Regions from separate parts of the Mus musculus genome. Here region 1 is linked to region 2. A link is a contact called in public HiChIP or PLAC-seq data. All regions are on one chromosome and are shown on one strand. The core of a region is the stretch at or near the end of the contact, and the rest is flanking DNA. Distances in the headings are between cores, read along the strand shown.

The links. HiChIP or PLAC-seq counts read pairs in DNA pulled down with a chosen protein or histone mark.
Region 1: a contact with region 2 is called in a CTCF HiChIP or PLAC-seq map of embryonic stem cells, with 3 times the contacts expected there. The contact joins two enhancer-like sites. A contact is called at or near these places in 1 of 15 datasets of contacts at CTCF or cohesin (embryonic stem cells), 5 of 484 Hi-C or Micro-C datasets (embryonic stem cells, nephron progenitors, pancreatic cancer cells and 1 more), 5 of 115 datasets of contacts at active chromatin or transcription factors (a beta-TC-6 cell line, double positive thymocytes, embryonic basal ganglia and 1 more) and 1 of 9 other capture datasets (embryonic stem cells).

Annotation. Positions count from the first base shown.
Region 1 is chr11:114,634,722-114,641,199 of GRCm38.p6, reverse strand. No RefSeq gene overlaps it. Among named protein-coding and RNA genes, the nearest start is that of Gm31781, 12 kb to the right of the region's middle. Within about 2 kb of position 4,264, at least 30 of the 459 cell types and tissues checked have an H3K27ac peak or open chromatin away from gene starts, as enhancers often do.
Region 2 is chr11:114,371,646-114,378,414 of GRCm38.p6, reverse strand. No RefSeq gene overlaps it. Among named protein-coding and RNA genes, the nearest start is that of Gm31399, 47 kb to the left of the region's middle. Within about 2 kb of position 2,309, at least 7 of the 459 cell types and tissues checked have an H3K27ac peak or open chromatin away from gene starts, as enhancers often do.

The DNA of each region.
Region 1 (6,478 bases), core at 3,015-5,514, 260 kb before region 2:
TTTACGGAGTGATTACATTTAATTTCTCTTTTATTGTATTTTAATGGCTTCAAATTTCTTGTTGATGAGATTCTGCCTCATGATCTGAAGTCACAGGCCACGGGGTGGAGACTGGGCTCCGGTTCTCATCGGGGCAGGTGGGCATGGCCCACTTCTGGGGCCCCTTGCTCCTGCTGGGGTCTCCTCAGCTGACCCAGAAGCCTCCCAGCCTTTGAGGCCCGGGCTGAGGTATTTGGCATGGAAGTAGAATCGGCAGGGTATGCAGGCAGCAGGGTGTGCAGGCAGCAGGAGGAGCTTGGGGCTCCGCTGCCCCCAGCTGTCTTGATGGTCTTGCTAATGGGGAAGGAGATTTGTTTGTTCTTAAGAATCTGGCAGATTGAGGCAGGGAAAGAGGGTGGGCCAGGAGGTGGAAACGGACTCTGAATCAAGACAACTCAGGGAGAGGCTCAAGCCTGAAACCCAAGTGCAGAAAGACTGCTAGGTGTGTGTGTGTGTGCTCGTGCGTGGTGTGTGTATGTGTGTAGTGTGTGTGTGTGTGTGTGTGTGTGTGTGTGTGTGTGTGTGTGTAAACCGTGCCTAGGACCTGCAGAAATGGCTTAGTGGTTAAGAGAATTGTCTGTAACTCCAGTAGTTCCAGAGGATCAAAGGTCCTTTTTTGGCCTTCAAGGACACAGGCCTGCACATGATGTACAGATGAAGGCAAAACACTCATGTATGTGTGTGTGTGTGTGTGTGTGTGTGTGTGTGTGTGTATATGTATATGTATATGTATATATATATATATATATATATATATATATATATATAGTCAACCCCCAAGTCAACCAAACCAAAACCTGCCTTCCCTCTTTTCTCCCTGGCCTAGGGCAGCAGGTGGCTCAGTTACCTGTTGCTAAATAAATACCAGGGAGGTGCAGAGAGCCCAGGCACTCTTAGCCTCAAGCCTGGAGAATGTTCTGGATAACAGCTCCAGCACCACACCCTTTCCTACTGAAGCTCCAGTTATTTGGAGAAAGTTCCTTGCCATTCCACCTCTGTCTGGCTTGAAGCTGGGTAACAGCTCTGGGGTTGTCTAGGGGCGCTCAGCTGCCAGCTGCCGAAGAAGGGCCCACACTGAGCCCACACTGTGCCGTGTACAATAGTGGCTTTGCAGCTCTGCTCAAGTCTGGACCCCAGCCCTGCTGCGCAACCACCCAGGCTATAGAGGATGAGGGACAGGGCTGCCCCTCTGCGGAACTGGGTAATTGGAGACAAGCCTCAGGGCGTCCCGGCCGCGCTGCCACAAGGTAGCGCTCACCACGCTACTGGCTTTGAAGGGGGCTTCAAAGAGTTTCCAGGAAAAGCAAGCTGGACTCTGTCAGCTCTGTGAACGGAGGTGGGGGGTGGGGCTTCCCCAGGTGGTAGGCAAGAGTCAGAACATCAAAGTCGCATGAACCCCTGACCTGCGGCCGGCCGCTAGAGGGGCTGCGGGACATTTGCTATTAAAGGGGATCCAGGGTGGGCCGCGGCGGGGCCAGTGGAGCAAGCAGCTGGGCTCCCGGTTCTCTGTCTACAGCAGGCACTCCGGGCCCGATACACATAACTTTGTCTTCTGCTCCCTCTTCTACACAGTCAAGTCAGCGGGAGGTGGCAGATCGATTGCCAGTGTGGCCCTGTCCTGAAAACCATAATAGAGAAGAGACGATGTCTCAGAGAGTGAAGGGTTCAGGAGGCAGGAGAAAAGACTGGCTGGTGTCTGCGCTTTTTCAAACTTCAGACAATTAAATTAGACAAGGAGAGTGAAGACCCAGCCAGGGGACCCTGTCTTCCTGACCCTGTCATAGTCTTAGGCAAAAACCAAAAAACCCAAAAAACAAAAACAACAACAACAACAACAACAAAAACCCAAAAACCAAAAAAAAAAAAAAAAAAAAAAACCAAACCCAGCCTGCTCTTGTGTGCTTTCCCCATGGCCCAGGAGGTCTGGCTCCTTGACAGTTTCTAGGTCCCCCGAGTGACTACAACACACTCCAGGTTTTCCTAATTTATCAAATGTGAAGGGGAGCGAGATGGTCATAGGTCAATTCCACTGAGGGATTTATTATTTATTTGTGAGACAGAGAGCGTCCTTGTTGTCAAGGCTGCCCTGGAATCAATCCACCCTGTAGCCTAGGATGGCCTTGAACTACCTCTAGTCTTCCTGCCTTCGCCTCACCCATGCTGAAATTATAGGCCTGAGGTACCATGCTCGCAAGATTTCTCTGCTTATTTAGACATTATCCGAATGGGCTAGGAGTTTAAAAAATCTCCCCGCTAGGCAACCCCAGTGGCTGAGCTGAAGGCTGCAAGCTTGCTTGCTGCAAATGCCACTCTGGGAAGCCACCTGGAGTCCCCACCAGCTTGTGCCCCTCCCAGCGCCGCCAGAAAATAACCACCGCTAAGTTGGCCTGCAATATCAGAAGTGGATTTTGTCTCTCTCCTAGAGGCCTGAGGTCTGAGATTCAGCTGTCAGCAGGTCTGAGCTTCCTGATGGGGCTGGGGGGTGGGGGTGGGGGGATAGTGAGGGGGGTGTGGGTGGGGTGGGGACCCTTCCTTGATTCTCTGAGCTTTTGGTGGCCCTGGCTTGTTGCTCAGTTCTCTGCCTCCAGGAAAACATGGCCACCTTCCCTCCCGCTGCCCTGATATAAGGACTGTGGCTGGATCTAGTGCCACACTGACTCGAGACGAGCTCCTCTTGCCCCATATCCACAGAACACCCACAAACTCTCCTCTCAAATGGGAGTTCATCTGAGGATCTGAGTGAACATGCATTTTGGGGGACACAGTCACCTGCTCCCTTCTACATCTTTCCTCTCTTCCTGGTCACATACCCTCTCTCCGTTGGGAAACTATCCCTCCCCCAGTCCACATGAGGCAGGTGGGCTGGTAATTGTAGTGGGTTTTCTCCTGTCCCCCTGGCCACAGGGTAAGACGTGTAACCTCTCTGAACAATCACATGTGTCGTCCCAGGCTGTAGGAGTGGCTCTGAGGGGAATGGGGTCTGAGCTGGCCAGGCAGACTCACCCTAGGGCTTTGGATATTTCCCAGGAGAGTTGAAGCAAAAGGGGACTGGGAGGTGGGGCGACATCACTCCAGTGAGCAGAGAGCCTTGAGGGATCTTGCTGTAGGGTCTCGCTGTAGGGTCTGTGGCCACCTCCCCTACTGCCTCAAGAAAGAAACTGGGGCTGGATGTAGTGGTGCATGCCTTTAATTCCAGCACAGAGGCAGGGAGATCTCTGTGAGTTCAAGGCCAGCCTAGTTTACATAGTGAGTTCCAGGACAGCCAAGGCTATATGGTGAGAGACCTTGACTTGAAACCGAACGAAACCAAAACCAAAATTAACAAGAAAGCAAGCTGGTAGTTGGGGTGTAGGAAGAGGTCATCTGTGGTCATTGCAGTGGGCAGATAGGAGCAGAAGGATGGGAGGGGGCGGGGAACCTGAAGAGCCATGAAGGGAAATCCAACGTGTGCTTGTGTTTCTTGCCTCAGAGGCCAGGTCTGGCTAACCATCTAGGGAATGATGAGCGCCCATCAGTGGGCGTGTATGAGGAGGGCTGGGGTGTCCAGCCATGGGGAACATTCTTCGAAGAGTTTCCACTCTGGGTAGGTACTGTACTAGATTAATGTCTCCAATAAGCACACACCAGGCCCCTCCTGTGTGCTGGGTCCCAGGGTTGTAGGGCTGTGTAGAGAAAAGACAATATTGAGGTAATGTAGGTCAGTTGGAGGCAAGGAGGCTCAAGAGGTGGACTTTGCTCCGGAGATGCTGGGCGGGAGGGTGGAAGGAAGCCCAATGCAGCGAGGGAGGCAGCTCCTCACGCTTACACAGCAGGTGCTTGGAAGCATTTGTTGAATAAATGAATTTAGATTATTTTATGGTTCACTTGCTTATGTCTGCCAGTGACTCACGCTGTGCACATCCTTCCTTTTGTGCAGCCTTCCCCAGCACACAGATACACAGGCACACACGTACACACATACACACGAGCACGCACACACACGTACACGCGCGTGCGCGCGCGCACGCACACACACACGCACACGCACACGCACACGCACACGCACACACACACGCACACGCACACACACACACACGCACACGCACTGTACACTGTTGATTGCCCAGTGCTTTGCCTGGCACCTGGAGCGCTGAGTAAGCAGCTGTGGTCCACATGCCTGCAAGGCTGTCAGATGGATGATTGGCAGCTGGTGGGGAAAACAGCCTTGCTCACTTTACTGTCTGCTTCCCCCCCCCCCCCCGCCCCCTCGGTGGTGCTGAGCTGGAAGCGCTGCGTGGCTTCTGGCACATGGGCTTAAACTCAGCACCTAATGACTCACTTTGTGGATTATCCACGGCCTGTTTCATTTATGACATCTCTCTTTTCAACGGTAAGCTTCTGGGATACATTTAGCAAGAACCAGGCATACGTGACCATTTTAACAGGGGTTCGTGACTCTCATAGTACTTGGGGAGCCTGGGGGCTTTTCAGAAGGGGGAGGGATGAAAACATCAAAGAGAAGCATGAGGTGGGGGCTGGGGCTGGGGTTTCTTTGCTGTTTAGAAAGTCCTGAGGCATGGGAGGGGTCAGCTCTTGCAGCCACGGACCCTATTCTTGGAAGGCAAGTCGTTGCTGCAGGTCCCACATTCAGCCACTAGATGTCAGTGTTTCTTAACAGACGGAGCTGGGGATGGCCTCTTGCAAGGGAAGTTCTAACTGGTGGTAAGTGCCTGCGGGGTGAGTGTGGATGCCACTGTCTATTTAAGAGTTTCCGTATATTTTATGTAGTGAGTCGTCTGAGGATCCCTGGAGTTCAGAACCACATTACCTCCATCCAGTCCAACTGCAGACAACTGTGTGTGTGTGTGTGTGTGTGTGTGTGTGTGTGTACGTGACATTGTCAGCAAGGAGAGGGTGGAGCTGGGCAATCAGGCTTTAGGAGCCTTTTTGCTTCCTGGCTGAGAGAAAGGAAAGACAATGTCAGATGTGGAGGGAGGGGAGAGGAGAAAGACAGCCAAAAGCTGGGGAGAACCCACCTCACATAGCATCACAGCATGGGCCACATCGACACCCTGGAACACTTCCGTGTGCCCCAAGCTTCACTCCTGGTAGAGCTTTGTGTGTTCCAGAGGCTCCCAGAAAATGTACCAAATGGAGGTTGTAGAGATGGAGGCAGAAGAGGGACATTGGAGTAAGAAGAATGATGGAGGCCCCCAGTATACTCATCAGAGGATGAGGAACAGAGCCCAATCCCCACCCCACACCCCAACACTTACTTTCCTCCCGGCTCTTCAGTGCAAGAGTTAGGAATCTTCAAATGTAAGGCAGGGATTGGCTCTTGAGCCCCCAAGGGCAGTCCTAGAAATGTCTCCACTCAGGGTGGTGACGGCTACGGGCCCCTATTGCAGTACGGTGGCCGGAGATCACAAGCTTCAGGCTTTACACAGAGATAAGAGAGGTTATCTGCTGCCTCCCCTGGTTGCTTCCCCACAGAGTCTCAAGTTCCGTCATTAGAGACTGTGATTTATTTAGGTCAGGCCCTGGCTCCCCCTAGGAATTTTACATAGTTTCTTGCATGTAATAGACTGTTCAGTAAATATTTGTCAACCAAAGACTCCATTAAAATAAAATACCCTGAGGATGGGTAAACCATTTTCCTTTGCTAACACTTCGCTGTGAATTAGCTGATCACTCTAACTAGTGTCCTAACGAGGTTTCTGAGGGCCGGTAGTTCCAATGGGAAGTTCTCAGGCAGGGAGAGAGGCCTAGTCTGGGCAAATGTCTAGGGGGGAGATGGGACCTGATGGGGAGCAAGGGCAGCTGTGCTGAAGGTCAACACAAGGACATTGGAGTGCTTGCTGCCGGTGACGAGGATAGCTCTTCCCTCTGGAGACTCTCAAGTGATTTCCCTGGGAGAGAGTCTAAGTCCTCTCCAAGGATGGGTATGGAACTGCTTTCTGCTCTGGGCAACTCTCGACACCCCAGTCCCAGGACCCTTGGATGCTTCAGCCTGACTGTTCCTTGAAACCTAATAGTGAGGTCACGTTAATTAAGCCACCAGCGTCACCTTTGCCCCAGCCCCAGCCCACATCTTTGCTAGGTTAATGCTGACGAGTTATTCACCTTGAACGGACCTACCACAGGGAGCCTGTGGTGAAGGGGAGATGGGACTGGCATCATTCTAACCTCCCCAGGGTGACCCAGCATCCACCCACACACATTTGGACCTTGTCTAATGAAAGCAAGAACAAATGCATGACTTCACCTATGTTCTAACTTTAACTCATCGCTGTAACAGAACACGACCAAAAGCCACGTTAGGAGTAAAGGGTTTATTTGGCTCCCAATTCCAGGTCACAATCCATCACTGAGGGAAGCCAAGGTGGGAACTCAGGACAGGATCCTGAAGGCAGGACTCACAGAGGAAAGCTGCTTGCTGGCTTGCTGACTTCCAAGCTCC
Region 2 (6,769 bases), core at 1,060-3,559:
AATCTAGGTGTGAGGAGAAGATATCGTGACATCAAGGTTATGTGGTCCGGCGCTGACAAGATGGATGGCTTCAGTAACCGGCCTTCCCAGCGCCTCCTGGCTCTCTCTCCACCTCTCTTTCTTTTCATCTTCTTCTTCTCCTTTTTTTTTTTTTAAAGAAAACATTTTTAGAGACTTTAATAACCGTGGAAGGATGCTGTAAGGCGGGCCAGGAAATCGATCATTTTTATTCGGTTGTTCACGATAAAATGTAAGTTTGGGCGATAAATCTTCTTACCTTGAGAGGAGAGAACAGTGTGGCTGACCATTAATATGAATCCTTTCTGAAGATTATAATGAGTGAATGACGCCTTGGGTCTGAGAAATTAACAGTAACGGCTCCCACTTTCCTGGTGGGACTTAGACTTCACCGGAGGCTGCGTGTGGACTTAAACTTTCCCGATCTAGGCATTGGCTGGTCCCTCCTAGTCTGTCTCCCCGTCTGCCTGTGGGCACCAACTGCTATTTCAAACAAATTCCCCCAGTGTGTATAAAGTACCCACTGTATGTAGAACACCGTGCTTAGCACTAGGGGTTGTTTTAGGATCCTGCTAAGTTAGCCAGCAAAAAAAAAAAAAAAAAAAAAAAAAAAAAAAAAAAAAAGGCTACTTCCATCATTTTCCACGGGTAACGCTGACGTGAGGGACAGGATTACCGGACGAAGGATGGCCTAGTTTCATCACGGTTGCTGTGATAGACTATCCTGATACAAAGCGACTTAGAGAGAAAGGATTTATTTCAGCGCACAATTCTGGGTTATAGCGCATCATTGTGAGGAAATCAAAACAGTGGGAGCTTGAAGCGCTTAGTTATACCGAGCAGAAAGAAAGAATGCGCATGCGTGCTTTGTGCTCGGCTGGCCAGGTCAGAGCCCAAATCCGGGGACTGGTACTGCCCACTTCCAGGCTGGGTCTGCCCACATCAGTTAAGGCAATCAAGACAATCCCTCACAGACATGCTCATAGGACAACCTGATGTGGACAGTCCTTCAAAGAGAGTCTCTTCCCAGGTGATTCTAAACTGCGGCGGCATGTTGATAATTAAAACTAAACGTCACAAGGTGTTTGGGGCTGTGGCTCAGGGGACAGTGTTTTGTGGGGAAGAAACACAAGATCTAGAGACTTCAATTCTCAGGGACTTGGGGTACTGATGCTGACTTTTAAAAAAATGCTCTCTCTCTCTCTCCCTCTGTCTCTTTCCCCCCACAATTCCCTGCAAAAGCACACCAAATGACTGTCCCTCCATCTCCCACATCTTAATGGTTCCCCCACCTCCCAATAGCACCAATCTGGAGACCAAGACTTTACCAGCATGGACCAGTGCGGGGAAATTCTATCTGAAAGCTCAGTCAAGTGTCATCTCCACATACAATTCCATCAGGACTTTCAACAAGTGAGCGCTGAGAGACCACCAGCCATTACTTCTCAACAGATGTGTGGTATGGAGACTGCCTGAGGAAGTCAGGTAGAGACATCTGAAAAGATGGAGTATGGTGGCATAGAATCAGGAAGCAGTCTCTAATGACGGATGGGAAAATGTCCTCTGACCTGCTACTGCCTCAGGAAACCCACGGCTAGCTCGTGGGAGGGTTTAAGAGCACCGCTTCCCCTGCCCTTCCCTAGAAGGCTTCTTTGATCTCACTTAAAAAAAAATTCTGAGGGGTTGTGTATGTGTGTGTGTTAGATGTGCATGTTCATGTGGGTGAGTGTGGGCATGCTTGTAACCCTGGCATCTTCGCAGAAGTCAGAGGACAACCTTTAGTGACAGCCCTTTCCATCCACTTTACTGAACACAGAGTCTCTTGTTTGGAACTGTGTATCCAGGCGTGCTGGTCTGTGGGTTTCTGGGGATTCCTGTCTCTATCTCCCATTTGCAGTAGGAGCCCTGAGACTACAGCCTGAACACTGCTACATCTGCCTTTCATGGGTCCTTGGATCTGAACTCAGGTTCATCCACTGAGCTGTCTCCTCTGTTTCTTAACAGGCCACCAAATCCCATCAGGGGACTGCATCCTCGTGACCTGGAGGAACCCTAACCACCCCTCAAAGGCCTTGTGGTCATGAGTTTTCTGTCCCTCTGACAAATAGCCAGCACCATCAAAGACGATCTGGGCTCCTTGTCAAATGCTGCTGCCCGCTGTTTGCAGTTCTCCCCCGACCCCCAAGCATAGGCGGGGGCCCTTCCAGCCCGGCCTCTCTCCTGTGGCTTGCCAGCACTCTGGACTTTGTCAGCAATGAACTGTTTTCAGAATCCCTGGCATGCACGATACTCTGTAAACAAAGACAGGACAACCAATTATTGCAAACACAGCCTGTTTCTGTTTGCGTCTCGGGTTTGGAGAGCAGCTCCATTGATTGACTTAAACGTTTCTCTTCACGCTCGACCGTGATTCATGACTCTTCGGTGAGGAAGAGCAATGCTGTCCGGGAGCTCCCTGGGGCCAGAGGTTGGACATGTATCACCTCCTGGACCATTCTGTAAGGTTAGCACCCCAGTTTCTATTCTGTCCCAAACACAGGGGACAGTAGTTAGTTTTATGAATCTCCCCAGTTATAAGGAGCAGAGTCAGAGTTGTTCCAAAGCCAGGGGCCTTTCTGAAGCACCGAGGTGCCAGCCATGTAGGAGCCCACCCTTGCTGGCTCATCAGATCCGGCGTGGCACTAGGCAAACATGAGAATTGGAGGCACTTTTCGAGATCAAATATAGATGGAATTTGGACACCAAGCTGTGCCGGCAGCTCAGCGGTCAGTGCGACCATCTCCGAAAAACAATGCAGCCGATTGCTTTCTTCTAACGTCCTTCAATGCTTAGAGGCTTCCGAATCATATCCTAGTGAGAATCGCCGGGGCAAAGGGGTAACACATTCGTCCGTTGGTGAATTTTCTTCCGAGGAAAGAAAGCAGATATTCACACTAGAGGTCTGGGTGCATAAATTACAGAACATTCACACCAGGCGACGTGATATGCTATCGAAAACAATTAATTAGAGCTACCCAGAGAGATCCCCAAGGTATTGTCGAGAAAGGGAAGCAAGACACAAGAGATTGAATATCAAATAGTTCAGTAAAACAAACAATCACAAAGAGAGCCAGCTGTACGTGCTTAGTTAGGACCTGTGTGTTTGTGTGTGTGTGTGTGTGTGTGTGTGTGTGTGTGCAAGTGCACACATGGGAGATTGTACAAGCAAGTCCACACCTAATAATGTGTGAATGCATATGTACAAAAGCACTCAGGCCTCTGTGTCCGAAGTTGCTGCCACCATGGATTCAACTAACCTTGAGCAGAAAATATTTGGAGGCTGGTAAGATAATGCTTGCTGTGCAGGCCTGAAGTTCCAAGCTCAATCCCCAGACCCTGTCTACGAAAACGGAGCATTGGTGGTTCACTTGTAATCCCAGTGCCGGGGAAGGTGGAAACCAGTATCTGCCTGGGGTTCACTGGCCCGCTAACCTAGTTTTAAAATTGGCAAACCCCAGGCCAAAGAGAGACCCTGATTCAGAGAACAATAAGATAGATGGTACCAGAGAAATGGAGAAATAACGATAGAAGTTGACCTCTGGCCTACACACACACACACACACACACACACACACACACACACAGAGAGAGAGAGAGAGAGAGAGAGAGAGAGAGAGAGAGAGAGCATCATTTATGCATTGTATACTAAAATAGGCATTCCCACAAATAACCTCAAGGAAAGGTTGTAAAAGTGTTTTTTCCTGAACCAACAGAGATCTGGGTGAAGGTGTGGTGAGACCAGGTCCCAGCAGAGGCTCGGGACAGCTGCAAGAAAGCCACCCACAGGCTCCCCAGTGCCTTAGAGCAGGAGGAATGTGTGAAATCCTGGGCTGTGTTGATTTCATTTGCTTCTGCAGGGCTAAAGATGGAGCCTGGGTGTCCTCAAGTGTGCCAGGCAAACCACCGGGTCCCACCCCAGCCTGCTCATTCTTGGACTTTGAAGCTAGCACAAGGAAGCCTGAAAACTGGTTTGAAGCCCTTACCTGCACTAATGGTATACTGGCTAGCTGAGGGAGAAAAGAAATCCCTTTTCAGTTCTGTTACTATTGGGGTAGTCACACACTTATTGTTTTAACAGGGGTCTCTTAGGGGATGAGGAGGAGAACTATTAGGTCTTTTAGGACCATAGGGGCATCAGCATTGTCCCTGGCACGTTGAGATGCAGGGTTACTGTAACTACAGGTTCTTCGTGGTGTCAGCATTCTTAATTCTACAGTCTTCCTGAAAATATGACTTAAAAGAATTCCCTGAAGTCCTGATTGTATCCAGAGTCTAGAATGACCAAATTCACCCTGATCTCATCAAATGAGGGTTCCTTTAAGGTTCTAGGGTAAGGCCAGGAACAGTGGGTGGTTCTTGGGGGTTCCAGGTCAGCCAGAATTATTTATAACTCATGATGAGCAAGGCTGGGATTTCTCCTGTGCCCTCAAAGTGGTTGGCCTAACCCTTCAAAGGAAGAGATAAAAATTGCACTAGGACAATTCACAGCTGATGGGTCCAGTAACACCAACTCAGATCATAAAATGGGCCCTATGCTGATTAATAAATAAGTTGGGTATTTTAACCTCAAACCCAAGTTACTCTCTTACCAGCACCCTTCCTCCCAAGCATCCATGCAAGCCTTATTCAATGCCAGGGGTTGATACAGAGACTGATGACAGGAAGAAAGGGAGATTCACTTCCCAGCCCCAAGCTATCTACCATGGTTGCGCTCTCCTTGGATATAAGCAGGAGAGTTATTTGAAGTGCTGTGTGGAGGAAAGACAGATGTACAGGAAGCTGAGTACAGAGAGAGAGAGAGAGATGGGAGAAAGATCCAGATCAGTCCCTAGATCGACCCCTGTCTGAAGCCAATCCCTGTGGTAGGAAGAATAACAGTCACCAAAGAGGTCCATATCCCCATTTCTGGAGCCTGTGTATGTGATGCCTTACATAACTACAACAACGTTAAAGATCTTGAAATGGAGGCATTGGCTTGGATTGTTCGGGTGTGCTCCAGGAATAACAGGCAAGAAGGGGGGAGGGAGGGAGGGAGAGAGAGAGAGAGAGAGAGAGAGAGAGAGAGAGAGAGAGAGAGAGAGAGAGAGAGAGAGAGAGAGAGAGAGAGACTGAAGCAGAGGTGAAGATTGTAGCTTTCAATGGGACCCAGGAGTCAAGGAAGCTGGGCCTTCTCAGAAGGCGGGAAGGCAAGGCAAGACAAGGTAAGACAAAGATTCTCTCCCGACAACTCTAGAAAGAATAGAGACTTAGCTCATGTGTCGATTTTAGCCACATAAACCTATTTCCAACTTCTGACCTCCTGGAATAGAAAGCAACAAAGATGTGTTATTTTAAGCTACTCGGTTAGCAGTAATTACAGCAGCCATAGAAACCAAATACCTCCAGCTTTCTGTTTGCTGGAATCAAACTCCTTCTAGTTACTCTCGATTTCCTATCATTTGGAACTTCAGGGATCTCTGACTAGTAGCTCCCATCCCCCACCCCCTGCCCTGGAAAGAAGGTTGTCTTTTCTTAGAGCAGTCTCAGATCTCAGAACCTGTTTCTGCAGCTGTTGACCTGGAAGACGGGAAAGGCTCCACAGGGCAGAGCTGTCCAACAGTTTTTTTTTTGTTTTGTTTTGTTTTGTTTTGTTTTGTTTTGTTTTGTTTTTTCTTTTGGTCTGTGAATGTGGAATTCCAGTTAGAACCAGAGGCAATTTGTCTTGGTAGGGCAGTGTGGTGGATTTTGTGTCTTTCCTAATTTTCTCCTGTTCCTGTGACAGACACCTTGATGAAAAGCAACTTGGAAAGGAAAGGGCGATGTGCCTCACTGTTCCAGGTTGCCATCAACTGTTGCAGAAGATCAAGGCAGGTTCTGGAAGCATTGCATCCACCGTTCGAGAGCAGAGGCTGGAGAACACGGACCCTTACTCATTTGCTTACTTCCTCAGGTGGCTTTCTCTACTCTTATACAACCCACAGAAGGGAATGGTGCTGCCCATGGTGGACCGAGTCCTCTCACATCAACTAACCAAAGACAGTCTCTCACAGATACTCTCACAGGGTATCCTGACCTAGATCACTTCCCATTAACACTTGCTTCCTAGGTGATTCTAGGCTGTGTCAAGTTGATGGTTAAAACTAACCAGCACAGTGCCCATCTTGAGTTCTGGGTCCAGAGTCCAGTCCCAGCTCATGGAATCTCAGAAGAGAGCCTGGGATTGCAGGATGATGATTGTGGATAGTCCCTGCCCCCGTCTCTGTCTCTGACTCTGTTTCTGTCTCTCTCCCTCTGTGTCTCTGTCTCTGTCTCTCTCTGGTATCTTAGATGCCCAGAGAGAGCTACATATCCTTGGGATTGTTCTGTATCTCTTGTCTCTGTCTCTCTGTCTCTCTGTCTCTCTCTGTCTCTCTGTCTCTCTGTCTCTCTGTCTCTCTGTCTCTCTGTCTCTCTCTCTCTCTCTCTCTCTCTCTCTCTCTCTGTGTGTGTGTGTGTGTGTGTGTGTGTGTGTGTGTGTGTGTGTGTGTTATCTTAGATGCCCAGAGAGCTACATATCCTTGGGATTGTTCTGTATCTCTTGTCTCTGTCTCTCTGTCTCTCTCTCTGTCTCTCTCTCTCTCTGTGTGTGTGTTATCTTAGATGCCCAGAGAGCTACATATCCTTGGGATTGTTCTGTATCTCTTATCTCTGTCTCTCTGTCTCTCTGTCTCTCTGTCTCTGTCTGTCTTTCTGT